Linked DNA regions of Capra hircus: region 2 is linked to region 1. A link is a contact called in public Hi-C data. All regions are on one chromosome and are shown on one strand. Each heading gives the region's core, a stretch centred on a gene start, on an enhancer-like site or on the middle of the called end of the contact. The rest is flanking DNA. Distances are from core to core; before and after follow the strand shown. Region 1 overlaps LOC102185312 (chondroitin sulfate proteoglycan 4). Region 2 holds the start of SNX18 (sorting nexin-18).

Region 1 (7,201 bases), core at 3,114-5,613:
TTCAGCAAAGGGAGGATCACTTTAATCAGGGAATGGGTCTTTTCTTCAGGATCAGAGCGTTCAGAGGGATTTAGGGACACAGGGTATTTGAGCATTAATACCCCATCCCATAAGATGACTTATGAGATGTCCCCATCCCATAAGTCAAGTTTCCATTCTTTCCCAAACAAAGCCTTGGACTTGTCAGAGGCAGCCTGACATGATTGGAACTTGAACTTTGCTTGAAGCTGACAATGCCATTTTCTGGCTGAGAGTCTCAACTTCCCCTGCCCACCTGCTGTAGGAGATGAGAAAGACTTTATATGCTACAAGGGAAGCCCTTTGGCTTTCACACCTGCCTTGTAATTGTCAGCTAATCTCTCCTAGTTTTTCTTTATCTTTTCCAAAGCTTCATTCAAACTTATCAATAGACATGCAATTCCATTGTTCTCATTGCTATTACTTGCCCTATATTTCTCATAGGTTGATATTTTAGAGCTGGCTAATGTGTTCCCTTTCACTACAATACCAGTTCACCATCAGCGACTTGGGATTAACCCCTTTAGAAGGGAAAGAAGCAGAATTGGGTATATAGAGAAGCAGATTTGCAGTTCAGTTTCAGTAGAAGCCTTGGCCCTCTTAAGAGTTCTGAAGAGGGACTGATCCATCAGAAGTGTCCTGAGTTGGAGTAAGAGAACACAGCGTTTATACCCGCCACGACAGATCTGTGGGCTATCCCAGGAAGCAGGTGTGGCCTTGGGTAAGGCAGCTGTCTTCAGCATGGTCTCTCCTGCAGGGAGGTGACAATATAAGTGTAACAGTCATTGTGTAATAAGTTTACTGACTTCTTTTTTTCCTACAGCTTCTTTTTATGGTGAAAGCTACGTGAGGCTCAATATCATAGACGTTTCCTCTGAGCTATCTCTTCAGTTAAAATTTCAAACCAGCAAACCACAGGGATTACTTTTTCTTGCAGCTGGGGAAAATGACTACTGTATAATTGAACTTCTATCAGGAAACTTACGGGTAAGATTTTTTTTAATCTTTAAAAATGTACAATGATTCAGTTACTGGAGGGAAAAACAGTGAGAGAAAGAGAACAAAACGCGTGATTATTGCTATTTCACTAGAATAAAATCAGATGCCACATGTAAGGGTTGAGATCTTCCCCCAATGTTACGAGCATGTCTTAAATATTCCAATGCAAAACATTTTAATTTCAATATGTAGTCCATAAGTGTGGGAAGGGGTTTCCATGTCCAGGTTTCTCTTTATCTTTGTGAATGGCCATATTTTCTCAATAAAACACTATGAGATGAGATTGCTTAATTATGATTCTTGGTCTTTCAGGTGAGAGTGAATTTGGGGACAGGTGAACCAGTGCTTCTTTCTGAGCAAAGGCTTCGTGTGGATGACTTGGCTTGGCATTTAGTGGAAATGTACTGTGTTAAGGATCATGTCTCTCTCGTTATTGACAAACACTATGAGATGACTGGCCGGATCACTGGTGGGATGCACAATTTGCACTTTCAGCATGGAATCTACATCGCGGGCCACGATGGACTTGATGTCTCATTTCTTGATGGACAGCTCCCCAATTTCCGTGGCTGTATGGAGGATGTGGTGTTTAACCAGAGGGAGATCCTTTCCTCTCTTAGATCTTACCCTGGTTTTAAGAAAGTTTATGAGGTGTCACTAGGATGCAGTGATGAATTTTTTGCAGGAGAGGATGAAGCCATCAATTTCTTTAGCTCCAGATCCTATGTCACCTTCCCAGAGTGGAAGGTCCAACGGGATGGGCTGTTGGAATTTGCTTTGCAGACTGGAACTCAACAAGCCTTGCTTTTATTTCAGTCAGGTAGGGAAGGAGATTTTGTCGCTTTGGAAATAGTTAAAGGTCTTTTGAAGGCTCATGTAGGAAGGAATAGGAGTGATACTCAGCTCTCTTCTTTCAGCTCAGTTAGTGACGACCAGTGGCACGATATTCAACTCAGATTCACTGAAAGATACTTGGACCTGATGGTGGATGAACAAAGAGTAAGGACAAACCTGCCTTTGCAGAGCAAACTGTTTGTATCTGCAGGCCCTCTCTTCGTGGGAGGTCTTGATAGACACAAGGGAGAAGAAGTTAGGAGGTTAGGACTTGCCTCTGTGTCTGGGAAATCTGCTGGAGGAATCTCTTTTAAAGGGTGCTTAAAAGGCTTGGAAGCCAACTCAGAAAAGAAAGCATTAAAGGATGCCTTTGTTTCCAAAGATATATCTGCTGGGTGTAAAACGGAGGGCAGTGATAATGAAAACCCTTTTGCAACAACCTTGGAGAAACTGCTGCTGGCAGAAGTTCCCGTTTCCACTGCCGACTCTGAGGCGGGCAAGCCTAGTCTTCAAGATGTGAGTAGCTATTTCTTGGTCCTGAATAACTTGGAGGTCCAAGAAGGTGGGCAAGCCTTACTGGAACAAAGGCATATGAAGGTGGATATGGAGCTGAAGGATTTGGGTATCCATCAGTCTCAGATACTCTTTAAAATAAAGGAGATGCCTGTTTATGGGTTCCTTCGATTAGATGTTTCCCCTGAGCAAGGACCGGAAAAAGTTTTCACTCTGCTGGATTTGGAGCAAGGGAACGTTTGGTATGTCCATGACGGTTCAGAAGAACCTAGGGATTATTTCACATTTTCAGTCTCTTCCAACAGCAAGAGGGAAGTGCCACTGCATCTGCAAGGACATGTTTCTTATGTGTTTAATATTGTTGTCATTCCAGTAAATGATCCCCCAAACCTTAAGCTCCCTGAAGGAAACTTGCTTCTCGTGTTTGAGAATTCTAAGAAACGACTGACTCCAAATATCATACACGTTTCAGACCCAGACACAGATTCCTCGAGTCTTAGTGTCTCAGTGCTTGGCAACTTCAATTCAGATGCTGGGTTTTTAGAAAACATCAATGATCCCGGGAGAGGCATTAGTGGTTTCTCATATGGGGATTTAAGAGATGGCAATATTTTCTATGTGCACAGGGGCCATCCAAACTCCCGGATCCTTCTGAGAGCAAATGATGGAGAGCTGGTTAGCAGTACAGTGGTGTTGCGGGTCATGGCTATTCCTTGGGAGTTGGCAGTGGCCAAGCGGACCGGTGTGGCCGTACAGCAGGGTGGTTCGGTTCTGATTACACAGAGCAACTTGTCGGTGGAGGTTAATGGTGAACGCCCTGAGGTGGACACCCGTTATGTTATCACTTATCCACCTCGCTTTGGCCAAATTCAGCAGCAAGGGCCAGGTGGCGAGTGGAAACAAATCAGTACCTTTTCTCAGCGTTCTGTTGATCGGAGTCAGATCCGGTACTGTACTACATTTAAAGATTTGCAACTAGAAAATGTTACGGATCACTTTAAATTTAAAGTTGACATAGAAGGAAAAAGCAGCGAAGAGCTGGTGTTTCCTATTACGATACAGTGGCTAAAGTTTACCCTTCTGAAAAATGTTGCCCTTGAGATCAGTAAAATAAACAGGCATGTATTGAATTCTGATCACTTACAGGCCGTGACAGAGGGGGTGGAAGTAGCTGAGAGGGAACTGCATTTTAAGTTACTGAGCCCCCCTAAGAAAGGAAAATTGTTACTTGGCACAGAAGTTCTACAGATAAACTCAGTCTTCAGCCAACAAAACATTACAGATGGAAAGATAAGTTATGAACCACAGGAGAGGCCCAGGGAACATTCACAAGATATTTTCAGGTTCTTGATGGTTGCAAAACACATAGAATCAAAAGATTATACTTTCAGAATCAACTTTAAAGCAGAGAGGAGGCACATTATTGTAACGAACAGAGGATTACTTGTAAAAGAGGGAGAAGGGAAATTAATCACAAAGTCGGAATTATTTGCTCAAACCTTAGACAATCGGACTTTCCAATATACAGTCACCAAGAGTCCGCAACACGGGAAGCTGAAACTGATCCGCTTTTTAGATTTTCCTGGAAATCAGGACATTACTGCCTTCACGGATCAAGATATCCTGGGTGAGGAGCTGATATATGAGCACGATGACTCTGAGACCCAGAGTGACGAATTCCTCCTCGTGGCCTCCACCGCAGGACCAGACCAGGAGGGAGCGTTCAGGGATCTTGACACGGAGCATCTGTCTACAGAAATCAAAGTCACCATTTCTGTGGAGTTAAAGAATGACGAGAAACCAGTGCGCGTGGTGGATAAGGTCTTTCAGGTTGTGCGGAACGGCCAGCGCTTGTTGACCCTCTCAGATCTCTGCTACCATGACCCTGACTCAGATTTTGACGACGGGCAGTTGCTCTACATCCGGCGGGGCATCCCGAACGGGGACTTGGTGCAAGCCAGTGACCCGACGCAGAAACTCTACCAGTTCAGGCAAGAGGACCTGCGGGAAGGACGCGTGCTCTTCAGGCACTGGGGCGCAGACTCGGCCCGCTTTGTGTTGTTCGTGACGGATGGTGTCCATTACACATCATCCCTCCTTGAGGTCAGCGTGTCAGACCCCTACGTCCGTGTAGTCAACAACACGGGGCTGCTCGTACAGAGAGGAAAAGACAGCAGCCTCACAACAGCCAACCTCAGTGTCACCACAAACCAAGATGTCAGAACAGACCACGAGGTCGAATTCCATATTGTGCAGCCCCCAAAGCACGGCAGAGTGCTGGTCAGCAGCTCAGCGCCTGGCTCATTTTCCATGCATGACTTGAAGCAAGGGCATGTGACTTATAGGCATGATGGCAGTGGCAGCTTCGATATGTTCAACCTAACAGTGCGAGTTAAAGATATACATTTATATGTGGGAGTCTACGTGCAGGTGGACTCAGAAAGCCACCAACATCACACGCGAATTCTGCACAGCAAGACCCTTATGGTTGAAGAAGGAAAACCAGTAAAACTGAGTAGAGGAAGGCTTCAGGTAAGTGCTGGTCCCAGCTCCTAGCATTCTCCCCCTGTGGAACCACAGGGACAAATGATCTCTTTGTTTGCTCCTGAGAGCTATTTTTGTGCTGATTTCTCTCCTGGTATTTGGAATGACTTTTTAAAAATGCAGATGCCTTTGAGAAGAAAAGCCAGACGGTTCCACGATTTTGATACTGCTAATTGTTCTATTGGAAATGGAATATAACGAATCCTAAGTTCCCTTCATTTTAAAGTTGTGTGCATATGATCACACGAGTATGCATATATGTTTATAATGTAGAATAACCTGCGAAGGAGGAGGGAATGTATATATTATAGTCAATAAAGAGGTCATTACTTTTTTCATTTCTCATGGCAACACCGCCAATATTTCATTTGATCTGAGTTACATTTGTAATGTGGTGAAGCAGGGTATAAACGTGTAATTTAACAGACATAAAAAGGATTCCTAAAACAGACGAGGATACTATATTACACAGTTTATTTCTTTAGCTCTGAATGTGGCCTTGTGTAGTTTCTTGAAACTGATGGATAAATTGGCCCAGACCTGGGGAATGCCAAGGGTGAGACTTCACACCAGAAGCCGCCTGGTTTCCTGAGACTACAACTTGAGAGCCTCTAGCAGCACAGCCCTGCTGATCAGAGTTAGGGGAGAATGAGTAATCTGTGCAGGGTATGTAAACTGATTTATGACAGTTGGCCACAAATGCAAGCTATTCTGAATCTACCCTCAGGACTGCAAGCGAGTTTGCCTGCTTGCTAAATACAGCCGATAACATTAAGTAAAAATGAATTTGGACTTCTCTGGTGGGTCAGTGGTAAAGAATCTGCCTGCAGTATAGGAGACCTGGGTTCGATCCCTGGGTCGAGAAGATCCCCTGGAGGAGGGCATGGCAACCCACGCCAATATTCTTACCTGGAGAATCCCGTGGACAGAGGAGCCTGGCGGCTACAGTCCACGGGGTTGCAAAGAGTTGGACATGATTGAGCAACTGAACAGTAGCAGCAGCAGAAATGAATTCAAGTCAGAGCAATTTACTGAATAATGAGTTTTGACCAAGAGACTATGGAGCCCACCAGCTTTTTTCTCAATTATTTTTCAGGATCTTAGAGAATTTGTTTCACCACAAGGGGGTGTACACAGACTAAATCTATGGACTCTAAATCTGTCACAGAAAGTTTTGAGATGAATTTTGCTGAATCAGTAAATTAAATGTATATTTAAAATGCTGAGCTAGTTTAAAAATAGACTTTCCTTTAAAGTCTTGCAATTTTAGTACTTTATCTGCTACTTCTTCTACTATCTTTTGTTCCTTCTCTAGATACCATTTTATTTCTTTCAGCTCTATTTTCTGAGTCCTAGGTTTCTTGCCACTGTGAACTATGTCTTGATAATACATTAGTAACTGTTCAAATGTTGCTTTGTCTTTGTGATCAGGACTGAAATTCGAAATATTAGCATGGTTACCAGAACAGACCCAGGCTTAAACTGTGTCTTAACCTGGATTGTAACTTAAGCCATTTGTGAACATTAATAGAAAATAATTTGGTTCATCAAGGGTCTTGACTCTTCCATAGATTAATGTTTTTCTTTTTGTGTCTCTGTGTTGTTAATGTGCACTCAAGGCTGTGCACGAAGACCCTGTTCCTTCAGAGGCAGTGTTCATTGTTAGAACTCCGCCAGTGCATGGATACCTTCGAAGGACTTTCCCGGAGGAGGGTAGCGTGAGTACAGACGAGAAGTTCCCTTTGATGTTTACGCAGCAGGATGTTGATGATGGTTACATCCATTATGTACAGACAATGCCTGACCAACAACGGGACCGTTTTATACTGGATGTTATGAGTGGCTTCCAAGCTATGAGCAGACTTGAAATCCTGGTGGATATTGTCCCTAAACGTATTCCTCTGGCAGTACAAAATTTCACAGTCCAGGAAGGTGGCTCCAAGGCACTTCCAGAAGACTATTTCAGAATTCCAAGCAAGCATTTTGAGGGACTTGACTGTGAATTTGTTCTACTAAAACCACCCAAACATGGTTATGTTGAAAATTCTCATTTCCCAAGAGTAAAGCTGATGAAATTTACCAGGAAACAGGTAATAACTCTCAATTAATATATTTGGATTTGGATATGTTGGATAAGAAAAAATCTGGCTATTTATCACTTGGATTCACAGACTTTGGGAAGGGATGGGGCCTTAGAAGATATCTGGTCCAACCTCCCAGCAGATAGAGAAGCCCTTCCATGACGACTCCATAGAGAGATCATCTGGTCATTGCTTAAATATCCTCAGTGAGT
Region 2 (7,201 bases), core at 1,473-3,972, 370 kb after region 1:
TATCAGAATGCAAGCCAGCGAGTAACGTTAAGGCAGGAATTACTGCTCTAATTCTGCCCTAACTTATTTTCTAAGAAAACAATCTGCAAACTTCAGTCTTTAGGGACACTAACGACGACTAAATAAAACAAGCTCTGACAGTTGGGCAGCTAACTCGCTGAGATACCAGAAACACTGCTCTCAGACACAATACTCAGATCCTATACATTCTGCATAGCTTCCCTACATCATTTTCCTAAATAATACTCTTAATTTCAGTCGGTTAGTAGACACCAAATTGAAAATGACCAAGCTTAAAGAGAGCAATTTTCTTAAAACTTCCTGAAATTTGGCTGAGTCTTTTACCTTATTTTATAAAGGTTGCAAGCAAGAAGACTGCGCAGGAAATTCCTATGCCGCCCCATTTAAGTAGTACCTACAGAGAACTGACCCTAATTTCTCTACCAATGCAGGGGCTGAGACGAGCAGAGGGGCAAAAGCAGGACCTACCTTTCTGCAGATATCCACTCTTGCCCCTGATTTCCACACTTCCCGAAACCCATGGCTAAGTGACATTGCCAGTGTTCAAATGGATGCCTAACATGGCTTGGGTCCCCTTCTCATTCTACCCTAGACACAAGATGACGGATCCCAGAAGCTCATTACCCAGCTATTCAAACTCTAAAATGACAGCACTGTTGCCAAAAGTGCTCTTCCAACCTCCTCTGAAGAGTGTACCCGCAGCCTGTCTGGAAATACTTTAAGGAGGAAGCTACCACCCCACCATCCGCCCTACCCTTGGGGCACCGTCTGGCTGCCCACATCCCTGCCGGGATCCCGACCTGTGGGATATTAATCTGAAACAGACAATGGGACTTCTGTCAAAGTGACCCTCTCAGCCTGAACAACATATCCCACACCGTACGCTCTTAAGGCCAGGCTTTACCTTTCTGGACGTGGATGATGTCAGGGAAGTTGGCCAGGTGGCCCTGATACAACGCCAACAGGTCCATTACCGGGTCCAGGTCTTGCCTGGGCTGCTCGGCGAAGAGCTCGCCGATGGCGTCGTAGGCATCTCCGGTGAAGGCGATGGCCTGGTTCAGGCCGGCCGAGAAGGCCTGCTGGTCCAGCTCAAAGGCCTGGCTGAGGCCACGGAAGGACTGCCCCACCCTCTGGTACTCCTTCTTGAAGCCGGTCACCTGCTTGCGCGCGAACTCGTTGGCTGTGTGGTTGAGCTGCAGCGCGCTGTCGTCCATCTTCTTGGTGAAGCTCTTGAAGCCTTCGATCTTGCTCTCCACCTCCTGCAGGTCGAGGGCGGCGGCGGGGGGCGTGCTCAGGGTCAGGAAGAAGTTGGCGCCCACCATCTCATCCTTCTCGGCCTTCCTCTTGCCCTGCTTCCAGGCCTTCTCGTCGGTGCTGCTGGGGCAGGTCAGGAAGTGCTGGAAGACGTCGCACTGTGCCAGCACCGGGTGGCTGGCCATGTGGTTCATCCACCAGATGAGGCCCTTTCTGCGCTTGGAGATGAAGTCCTCCTCGAAGCGGCCGGTGGCCTGCTTCTCGGGCAGGTGGGGCACCGAGATGACGGGGAACTTCTCGGCCAGGCGCGCGTACAGCCAGTCGAAGTGCTTGTAGCGCCGGTGCACCGGTACCTGCGTGTGCGTAGGCACCAGCTTGTACGAGATGTAGCTCTTCATGCCCTTGAACTTGGTCTGCTTGGTGGGGTCGTCGATGGTGCACTGGAAGGGATAGGGGTTCTCCTGCCACTCGGGGCCATAGGGGCCCAGCACCACACACAGCTTGTCCCCATCCTTCACGAAACCCGACGCCTCACCCAGCACGAAGGCCTCCCCGCCCGACTTGACGAAGGTGGAGAAGCGGTTGAGGTTACGGCTCACGGTGGCCGAGCTCTTGGCCCCCGACGGGTGGTGCTGCGGGGGCGCAGAGCCGCCGCGGGAGCCCAGCGACAAGTCGGAGCGCGTGGACAGGCGGTAGCGGCCAGCAGCGCCGACGCCCCCAGACGACGAGCCGTCGAGGTCTGGGTAAGCGCCGCTCCCCAGTGCGCCCGGCTCGTCAGCCACGGTGGAGCTGTCGTCCCACTCATCGTCCCAGTCATCGTCGCTACCCTGGCTGGCCTGGTAGCCGCCACCGCCGTAGAGCTGCTGCGGCGACGGCTGCAGGGCGCTCCCGCCGTACGAGAAGCCCGAGCCCGGCGGCTGGAAGGTGCTCGCCGGCGGCGCCTGTTGCGGTTGCAGCAGCGGCTGGAAGGCGTCGGGTGGCGGCTTGAAGGAGGTGGGCGGCGCGGCAGGCAGGGGCTCGAAGCCGCCGGGTGGCACGTTGGCGTAGCGGGCCGGGGCGCCCGGGCCGCCGTCGCCCGCCGGGCTGGGCTCGGGGGCGCGGATCACCTGCACGTAAGAGGCCGGGAAGAGGCCGCGGTCTCCGCGGCTGTTGATCCCCTCGAGCCAGCCCTCGATGTCCTGTTCGCTGCACAGGCTCAGCACCTCGTGTTCCCGCAGCGAGATCTCGCCCGGGTTCTCCGACCTGAAGTCGTAGAGCGCCCGGGCGCGCAGCGCCATGGTCCCGGCACCCCGGCGGGCTGCCCCCTGACCCCCGGCGCCCTGAGCCTGGCGCCCGCCCGAGGGGCCCGCGGTGGTGCCCGCGCCCTGGCGCGCGGAAAGGAGCCCCGAAGGCAGTACACGCTCCTGAGCCCCCACCCGCTGGTCGCGCCCTCCGCGCCGCTCCGCTAGCAGCGCAGACTGCCGCGCTGGGCCGCCGCCGCCGGTCGGGGGCGGGGCCCGGGGCCTCCCACGTCCCCAGCTGCGCTAATCCACGGCCGAGAGTCGCGCTCCAGGCGAGAGCAAGCGATGGCCGAGCCGCCGCGCACGACCCCAGGTTCGACTCCGTGGCCGCCACTGCCCCCTTGTGGCCAGTGCCGTTCAGTGAGGCGCAGGGGTGAGAGCTTGAGGGTGAAGGTTTCTATTCAGAAGTGAACTGAGATTTTTCTTTTTTAGGCTTTTAAGTTGAAAAACAAAAAGTATCCTAGAAAGTAAGTTAATATTTTCATTGCTGATTAACGTTCCCACTCTGAGTGCTCAATGAATACTCGTACAATGACATAAACCCACGCGTCTGTTGAAGGGTTTTCAGTGAAGGTTAGCTATTGCGCTAAGAAAGACGGAATGCCGGGAGGGGCGCTGTAAACTGACGGAGAAGCTCCCTAACATCTACCCACTGTAGGTTTTTGGTCAAAAAAGACAGGAGCGTGACAAGAGCAAAGTAAGGAAGGCGCTGCGTTCCACCAATTAAGAGGCTAAGGGTGGTGTGGCGGAGGGAGGCATTGGAGAGTTTACACTAAAATAAATGTGCTGAGAAAGCTTGCATTTTAAACGCTTGAATGAGAGTTTACGCTTCCGCCCCAGGCTACTGGGGTCGATCTGTCTTCTGATAATCCCTGCCTGTATGACCTTGAGCAAGTCACTTTTTGCACTCCGGGATTTGTGGGGATTTGATAATCGTGGAATCCCTATTTACAGAGGAGGAAAATGAAACAGAGAGCTAGCATTATAGGTGGGAAGCACCGTTTAAGTGTTTGCTGCCGCTGTTGCTGCTGCCGTTGTTATTTTGAAAAGCAAAAACCTTGTCCTCCTTCATAAGAAAGAAAGAAAAGAAAGAAGAAAGTGAAGTCACTCAGTTCTGTCCGACTCTTTGTGACCCCATGGACTGTAGCCCACCAGCCTCCTCTGTCGATGGGATTCTCCAAGCAAGAATACTGGAGTGGGTTGCCATTTCCTTCTCCATTATAAAGAGAACAGGGGTCCTAATTTCAGTCTCCGGATATGTGCTGGAGGAAGGCTACCAGTATTCAGACCCCTGCTCCTAGTCTGGACTCAGTGACCACCCCTCTCCATTCATTTGTCTCACTATGTTTATATTATTTTTAAGATAAGTAGATAAAATCACTTCCTGAAGTTTAAATCAACGCCAATCTCCTAGAGTTGCCTTATTTCACATTTTCTTTTCTTTCAGAGTATAATTTGCCTAAAGCTTTTTCTTCTCAGAATCTCCTCTTATTAAGTCTAGCCTAATTATTCCTTTGAAGACACCTCTAATTGGGTGTTAGCATTCATATGTCATTAATTTCATCCTGTCTTCTGACCCTTTTCAAGCAAATCTGGGAAACAAGCCAGAAGAGTATACAATCATAAGAGCTGTGGAATTCTAAGCTTCCTGCACAAAACCACCAACCCAGTATACCAGAGTTACTCCCACAGTATTTATCCCTAATACAAACCCTTAATTCAGTTCAGTAAGCAACTTCTGAATTACACCACTTGTAGCTGAAAATTCTGGGTTAGGACAGTTCTCACAGCAAGTAACAGAGGTCACTGAATTTTGATGTCAGCAATTGATGTGCTCAGAATCATGACATCAACATCTATGAAACATCAAGATTACAATTTATTTTACTTATTAGCTCCTGAGAAGCTAATCCGAAATATTTAAGATAAATCTATTCTGTTTCACCTTTACTATTCATCTGGTAGTTAACCTTAAAGAGTTATTTAAGTAGCATGAAACTTGTGATGCTTTGTGATTTCAAATAGAGAAGGAGACTGAAAATCTGTTTCAGGTGTGAATGTTGCTGAAATTTGAGGGGATTTATAGATAGGTTGGACTTCTCTGTAGAGTCATGGCTGGGGAACTGCTGGATTCCAGAGGTTGTTTGCAGAACCAGTGCAGGAGCAAATGTTTAGCGGTCATGAACGAGAGGGACATGGTTCCTAGCCCCATGGCACCCTAATAGCAGGAAAGACCCCACCCCTTAAAGGCCGTGGATAGCTAGAAAATATACTCAAGTATTAAATCCTATAAATGTTCACTCAAGGAAGTAGATATAGTAGTACATTGCAAAGAGATTTCTCTAGAAAATGAAGCATATTACTTCAATTTACAGAACTTCAATTAACTCAATTTACAGAATCATCATTATAACCATCAACTATTTCCATCTCATTATGCTTTTCTAAAAACAAGTCACTAGGGAATACTAAATGGCTCCAAACGACATTTTCACACTTCTTTCCTTGGCCTCAGAGGTAGGAGGCCTCACCCTTAGGTGGCTGGGCTCCTGCCCCTCTTTCTATCCCTCTCTTCCACTGGAGAGAAACCGCAGTGGTTTCTCTGCTATTTCTGGAACAAGACAAGCATGCCTTGCTTTTTTTTTTTTCCAGTAGACTTTGGTTTTTTAGAGCAGTAGTAGGTTCATAGCAAAACTGAGCAGAAAGTAAAGAGATATTTCCGTATACAGCCTGCCCCTCTCCTACCACCCCCATACACAGCCTCCCCATGGACACATCCATCACCCAAAGTCCAGAGTTTCTGTTAGGATTCACTCAGTGTTGTACATTCTGTGGGTTTGGACAAATGTATAATGACGTATTCACCATTACATTATCATACAGAATACTTTCACTGCCCCAAGACTCCTCTGTGTTCTGCCTGCTAATCCCTTCCCTCCTCCCTCCCTCCTCAGTTCAGTTCAGTTCAGTCGCTCAGGCTCAGTCGTGTCCGACTCTTTGCGACCCCGTGAATCGCAGCACGCCAGGCCTCCCGGTCCATCACCAACTCCCGGAGTTCACTCAAACTCATGTCCATCGAGTCGGTGATGCCGTTCAGCCATCTCATCCTCGGTTGTCCCCTTCTCCTCCTGCCCCCAATCCCTCCCAGCATCAGAGTCTTTTCCAATGAGTCAACTCTTCACATGAGGTTATTGAAGTCAGTGAAGTTGCTCAGTCGTGTCCGACTCTTTGCAATCCCATGGACTATAGCCTACCAGGCTCCTCCACCCACAGAATTTTCCAGGCAAGAGTACTGGAGTGGGTTGCCATTTCCTTCTCCAGCATGAGGTTATTAGAAAGGCCAAAATCCAGAACACTGATAACACCAAATGATAGTGAGGATTTGCAGTAAACAGGGACTCTCATTCTTTGCTGGTGGGAATGCAAACTGGTACAGTCATTGCAGAAGACCATTGGAATTTTCTGACAAAATTAAACATACTTCAGTAATCGCATTACTTGATATTCACCCAAAGGAATTGCTAACTTACAGCCACACAGAAACCTGCACAGAGATATTTACAGCAGCTTTATTCATAATTGGCAAAACTTGGAAGCAACCAAGATGTCCTTCTGTAGGTAAATGGATAAACCGTGGCGTACCCAGGCAATGAAATACTATTCAGTTCTAAAAAGAAATGAGCTACCAAGGTATGAAAAGACACGGAGGAATCTTAAATGCACATTACTGAATGAAAGAAGCCAATCTGAAAAGGCTCCATAGTATGTTTCCCACTATATGACACACTGAAACAGGCAAAACTTTGGAGTAGAAAAGGTATCAGTGTTTACCAAGGATTAGGAGGGAGGGACAGTGGAAACAGTGTCAGACTTTATTTTTTTAGGCTCCAAAATAACTGCAGATGGTGATTGCAACCATGAAATTAAAAGACGCTTACTCCTTGGAAGGAAAGTTATGACCAACTTAGATAGCATATTCAAAAGCAGAGACATTACTTTGCCAACAAAGGTCCGTCTAGTCAAGGCTATGGTTTTTCCAGTAGTCATGTATGGATGTGAGAGTTGGACTGTGAAGAAAGCTGAGCGCCGAAGAATTGATGCTTTTGAACTGTGGTGTTGGAGAAGACTGTTGAGAGTCCCTTGGACTGCAAGGAGATCCAACCAGCCCATTCTGAAGGAGATCATCCCTGGGTGTTCTTTGGAAGGACTGATGCTGAAACTGAAACTCCAGTACTCCATTACACCAGTGTGGACAAAGAGTCAGACACGACTGAGCAACTGAACTGAACTGAAATGAACTGAACTGAACTGAAGAAGCTTGTAGTGGTATGCCATTGTTGTTTTAATTTGCATTTCCCTGATAACATATGAAGTGGAGCATCTTTGCATGTGCTTATTTGCCATCTGTATATCTTCTTCAGTGAGGTGTCTATTAAGGTCTTCGGCCCATTTTTAAATTGGGTTACTTTCTTATTTTTTATTTTGAAGAATCTTTTGAATATTTTAGAGAACAGTCCTTTATCAACTGTGTCTTTTGCAAATATTTCTCCCAATCTGTGGCCTGTCTTCTCATTTTCTTGATGTAATCTTTCACAGAGCAGAAGTTTTTAATGTTAATGAAGTCCAACTTATCGATTTTTTTTTTC

What was found. A called contact is a pair of places that touch in the nucleus more often than the background predicts.
Region 2: a Hi-C map of blood shows a contact between it and region 1, with 2.7 times the contacts expected there. The contact joins the promoter of SNX18 here to the enhancer-like site in region 1. A contact is called at or near these places in 4 of 5 Hi-C or Micro-C datasets (blood and liver).

What each region holds. Positions count from the first base shown.
Region 1 is chr20:24,265,523-24,272,723 of ARS1.2, forward strand. It overlaps LOC102185312 (chondroitin sulfate proteoglycan 4), which reads left to right. Exons shown (of 10, transcript XM_018065745.1): 2 at 842-1,005; 3 at 1,330-4,896; 4 at 6,528-6,998. Among named protein-coding and RNA genes, the nearest start is that of ESM1, 110 kb to the left of the region's middle. Within about 2 kb of position 4,364, at least 1 of the 5 cell types and tissues checked has an H3K27ac peak or open chromatin away from gene starts, as enhancers often do.
Region 2 is chr20:24,637,036-24,644,236 of ARS1.2, forward strand. It overlaps SNX18 (sorting nexin-18), which reads right to left and starts at 2,723. Exons shown (of 2, transcript XM_013972781.2): 1 at 926-2,723. The coding sequence starts at 2,552.